Linked DNA regions of Drosophila melanogaster: region 2 is linked to region 1. Evidence: chromatin contacts called from public Hi-C data. All regions are on one chromosome and are shown on one strand. Each heading gives the region's core, a stretch centred on a gene start, on an enhancer-like site or on the middle of the called end of the contact. The rest is flanking DNA. Distances are from core to core; before and after follow the strand shown.

Evidence for each region. A called contact is a pair of places that touch in the nucleus more often than the background predicts.
Region 2: a contact with region 1 is called in a Hi-C map of the Kc167 cell line, with 2.0 times the contacts expected there. The contact joins the promoter of CG43739 here to the promoter of CG9328 in region 1. A contact is called at or near these places in 8 of 107 Hi-C or Micro-C datasets (the Kc167 cell line, the S2 cell line, embryonic neurons and 3 more) and 1 of 6 datasets of contacts at active chromatin or transcription factors (the Kc167 cell line).

What each region holds. Positions count from the first base shown.
Region 1 is chr2L:20,796,380-20,799,079 of dm6, forward strand. It overlaps CG9328, which reads left to right and starts at 1,336. Exons shown (of 3, transcript NM_165344.3): 1 at 1,336-2,135. It overlaps vari (varicose), which reads right to left and starts at 663. Exons shown (of 10, transcript NM_206011.3): 1 at 274-663. The coding sequence starts at 379.
Region 2 is chr2L:20,917,521-20,920,220 of dm6, forward strand. It overlaps CG43739, which reads right to left and starts at 1,411. Exons shown (of 11, transcript NM_001273719.1): 1 at 1,279-1,411. sky (skywalker) reads right to left here and starts at 1,411. Exons shown (of 11, transcript NM_206017.3): 1 at 1,119-1,411. It overlaps Mtp (Microsomal triacylglycerol transfer protein), which reads right to left. Exons shown (of 6, transcript NM_136231.4): 4 at 2,166-2,700; 5 at 1,931-2,098; 6 at 1,574-1,872. The coding sequence ends at 1,719.

The DNA of each region.
Region 1 (2,700 bases), core at 86-2,585:
CAGATTATTCTTAGCTATGAGTACAAATCATTATATTTACTTCAAGCAGGCTTACTGAAATGCAACATAACTCTTGTCTCGTTTCACTTTTTGAATATGAATTGAAATATTTAGTTTGTAAATCTTTTAACTATTTAAACAACTGAAATCTTCAAAATTAAAACTTTATTAACAGAGCCTTAAAGGAAAAAGAAACAACAATAAAATGATAGTTTGGAATTTCGTATGAACTTCGCTTAAAATTCTCCTTTTGAGGACACCCCTGGCACGTACCGTTATCGGAGGTATCGTCCTCGCCATTCACTTTGTTGTTTCTGGCCAATAGCTCCACTTTATCCTGGCGAGCTTGGCGCCGCGACCGCGCGCTCCACCGAACCATTTTGAAGGAACTGGGAGGTGGCCAAAATAACAGACCGAATGAAGTAACCCCGGAGGACAGTCTCGTATTTCGGCCAAAAAAGGGTTATAACCCTTGTGTTTTTTTTCTTAGCCAGCCATATGCTTAGCTACTTGAACAGAACATGTCTTCCAGTGATAATCACTTGTTGTTATTGTTATAAACACAACGCCACGCAAACAACAAAAACAATAGCGCGGCTAAGAATTTCACTCCTCCAACAGCGCAAAAACAACCGACTTGTTTGTGAGAAAGAGGCTAACTAAACTGAAAACCGCTTTTGTTGCAGGTGATGCCAAAATCAAAGCTCCTTAAAACGAGAAAGCTTTTGCAGACAAAAAGTCAAATAACGTGTGCCTATCGGTTTTTAAATATTGTGCTTATCGGCGCCACTTCTTTGTTGGGTCGGTACGGTAAATGTACTTTATGTACGGAGTTCGAAAGCCTGTCATAAAAATGCATTCCACTGTTCTCAGGCCATTTAAATTTAATATTGTTTATTATCTTTAATTTTGCTTGTGATTGCTTTTTCTATAGCTATAACATAGCTAAAAATGGATGGCTTGGGAATCGCTGATGGTTTGTGCCATTGATAAACCGTGCGTTAATATTATAAAAAATTTACTTCGATTTGTACATAAATATGTACTCTAAACTGGACGACCAATAAATGTTCGTTCATATGCCAATTAGAAATCAATTTAATTAAATAGTCTTTAAATTGCTTATGGAACTTTATTTATGCCTTAACAAAACTCTGGGATGCAACAAACTTCGTTACTTCAATAAATATGCAATATTTTATTTCTATTAATCGAAAGGGTAATAGACGTCGACTTGCCATAGATGAAAAAACATCGTTTCTCGCTTGCGGTATTTTTCGAAGTTTCAGCATGCTTCGGTATTTTTCGGCTGAAACGATGCGACAGCTCTTGTTTTCATTCCGTTTTGAGCAGCGTGCGCGTACGGTGCTTTCCTCGCATGAAGAGTAAAAACAAATTAAATACCACTGTGGAATAACATCTCAGCGAACGAGTATACGTCGGAAACCGATTTGTCGCGCTAAGTAACACGAGATGCTTTTGGGATTCAAAAAAACCCATATTTATGTGATGATATATTAATGTAAACCCACTGTTTCGTTTACATTTTCGTTTTTGAATGACTGGCTGCGGAAATAACTATAGATTCGCGAAAGTACACTAAATCAGGCAGTAAAATCGGATTGGCAATCTTGGGAAAAAATCGAAGGAAAAGAGACGCCAGCAGCTTCCTCGGATTGTTTTGTTGTTTTCAGTTCGTTAGTGTGTGGCCGTTTTTCCGCCTGTGTTTGTGCAACAAAGTCAAAGTCGTCGAAGCTGCTGCAAAAATACGTGAAATGCAAATTGTGAAAAAGTTGCAAAAGCAACAACAGCAACTAGCAACAACCAACAACAACGCAACGACAACTATAACCGCAATCACACGGCCAACGCAACAATAACAACGGCCACAACAAAACGGCTTCGCGTGTTTTGAAAAATTGCATTGCAAATTAGTAATTAGCAACAACTAAAACAATAGCAATAAAAAAAAGGAAAATTGCGCGCCAAAATCGAAAGAAACAAAAGGATTACACATAAACAAACCGAAGAAGCAGAAGCAGCTGAGCGAAAGAGAGAGATAGCGAAAAATCAAAACAGAACAGGCAGAAATTCCTGTTTATCCACCTTCACCTCCGGCGACACCCCCCGTCGTGGTGAGTTACTTGTCTTTCGGTATTTGTGCCTTGTATCTTTCTTTTTGGTTCTTGTTTTATCCTCCGTCCGATTTGCTGTATGTCCTGCTGTAAAAAAAATTCGCCAAAAGTGCAAAAGTCAAGGCCCCCGTTTGATTCGCGCCCCTTTGACCATTGTGCGCAAGAAACCCGCAAATGTGCAAAAAATTTAGCTCAGCCATCGAGAGTCCTTGATTTTAGAGGCACAGTGGTTAAATGAGTGCCAAATGGTCGGCATGGTAACAGAAGTTTATTACATTTTTCTATTCTTAAACTGTTTCTTTATATAAACCTCATAAATAAACGCAGTTTTTAAATATATAAATGCCCAGATACGTTTTGAATTGTTTTATATTGAATGCCCTTTGATATAAAATAACACTCAACCTATTGGCAGACTCAGCTGGGAATTGAGCAATTTAAATATATATTTATACATGGAGAAATATGGATTTGAAATTTGCACCTTAACAATATAACAAAGGGTAACACAATGCTGATTAATGCACTGTGACGAAATCGGGGGAAAAAAAACGACTATTCGAAT
Region 2 (2,700 bases), core at 161-2,660, 120 kb after region 1:
CGTTGCTCGCTCTCCAACGTTTGACGAACAGTGGGATTAATGTGCAGTGGTATGCATGAAATACTGTTTTTTTTTTTTAGTTATTATTGTTTATTGTTTAGGAACAATTTACAAAATCTCATTATTAAAAAACTAAAGAATAATAAAATCATGATTTTATCAAGCTAATTCCAACTTTACTAAAACATAACATAACAACAATTTAGTGTATTTATATCAGTGAATTCGGATTTTTCACACAAAAAATCCTGTTTTAAGCACTGAAATAATGGCAGAAAGGATTAAGAACTTTCCCACTGTGCGGTTGGATGTCGGACGAGTGAGACTTAAAGAAGTTTGAGAGAGCATCACCCAAACCATACAAGTAAAAAACTAATGTTAGCAAATGAATTTATACATATTTTTGCAAATAAACCAACTTTTGAAATACACAAAATTATTATGAATGGAAATTTCTTTAAAGCCAAACAAAATTTTCACAATGCCGATAAGCAGGGTGCGTGATACCGTTATAAAAAGTGGGAGAATAGGGAGAGAGCAGCAAGTGCGCAAGTGTGTGTGGTAAAAAGGTACCCCTATCACAATGCAGTTCACAAAAATAGTCACCATCTGTGCCCCTGGTTTTGGATATTCTAGATCTTTCTTCAATATACATATTTCAGATTTCAGATCTCGTTTTTTATTTATTTATGATTCTTAATGCTTTCGTACGGAGTAGTAATTTGCGTTAAAATGTTGTGCCAATAAGATGCCAAGGCAAACGCCTCTTACAGATTGTTTTCTTAAAAAGTGATAACAATTCAGCAGAATAAATTACAAAAATTGCAGAACATTTCACACGTGGTTTTTTTGGTATTGCAACTTCACGCAACAGAAATTCCCGAACACGCACACATGAGCACAAACAGAACACGTCAACAACAACAATTCTTCTTCTTTCCCATCTCTTTCTCGCTCCAATTGTGTTTGTATGAGTTTAAAAGGCAAGGGAATTGTTAATTTTAGTACATTGCTTAGCACTTGATTTAAACGCGCAAATTGGTGACACAAATATCGATTTATTAAGTTTGAACTATTTAATTTGTCGCGCCTTTCAGCTTGCAAATAGAAGTATTTACTTTAGACAATCGGATGACGCTTTTGATTTCGCATTTGTTTGCGACTGTGTGTGTGCGACGAGCCTTCTAATTCCGACAAAAAGAAGAAGAGCACCATTCGGTGGCCTAATTTGTTTCACTTCTCCGGAATCAAGCTTTTCCGATGCCTGCTTCTATTAACCTTTATTTAATATGACTCGTGCGTTCGACGATATTTTTGCAGTAGTTATTTTCTTTTCGTGCTTGTGGAGTGCACCTCTTTTATGCCGCGTTTGAAGAAGAAGCACAACGTAGTAGTGTTTGAATGTACTGCGGAATTTAGGGATGGGAATGCGTAGCTCTTGCAATCGATAGCTCGATAAGTCCCCTTTCGCGTTTCGCAGCACTTGGGCGGGATTTTTAAATCTAAGGTGTGACTATTGTGAATCGAGAAAAAATGCACATTTCCACTTTTCCAGTAATTTTCGAGTTGCTCAAAAGATATTAAAAACTTGTTGCATTTGAAAATTAAATGGTCTTTGTTCGTTTAAGTTTACAACTATATCGAGTCTTAATCTCTGAGTTTTCACATAGAAATATAGTTTTTATGCAAGGAATCTCCAATAATCTCTTGAGTAGAATCTACAAGTCCCTAAAAATGAGGTTGCACATTTCGTTGTTTTTTTGGTTGAGGGCAAAAGTGCAGCCGGCAGTTTTGTGGGAGAGTGTAGAGCGCACATGTTTGGCATAAGGACGATCAACAGACTGCAGGAAAACCGAACGAACGTTGGTTTGTCTGTGAAGGAGGCTTTCAATTAGCATGTGAGTCATTAAAATAGTTCTAGCAAACTTACTTGAGAAGCTGTTCAGGTCGCTGGAGTTGCATGCACAATTTAATGCCGCTGTAGAAGTCCAAGTCCGCATTCAGACTCAACTTTGGTTCGTGGGTGATGCTGAAATCCTGCACTAATTTCGCATACGTAAAGCCAACGGCCAAATGACCAAGAACAGCGCTGCCAGTGCTATAAGCCAAAAGTTAATCGTGAGTTAAATAACATTCCAATCAAATGCTTTGGCTTTTTCACTTACTTCTGCTGGATTTCCGTCTGGGCATTTCGATTCCACAGGCTGAATCCCACCTTGCCATTGAGATCCACACTCCTGGCGCCCAGAACTCGCCAGTGGAGCGTCGCCCCGGAGGTCAGGATTATGTAGTGCTCGTTATCCTGGGACAAAGTGGTTGCCTGGTAAGCGGGCGTTGAGTCCGAGGCACTTCCTCCCCACACGTGACCCATTAGCTCGGTCTGACCGCTGAAGAATACTAGGGGTCGCAATTGAGCACCCTGCACACTGATCTCCATGCCCGCGGTGACCGCTTCGTCTTCGCTGAACTCATCATCCGCCGGGATTGCATCATTTCCATCGCCGGAGTCACCATCGCCTACCAGCGAGCCCAAGCCGGCAGTGTAGATGCCCAATTTAAAGCTGCTGGCTTGGGAACGGCCTGCGTGGAGCAGAAATTCCACGGAGCCACGTTTCAGGATTCCCTGATACACTTCCTGGGTACTTAGCAGGGTTTCGTTGAAGGCTGGAGCCTGGGAAAGCTGACGGGTGAGGACTGTCG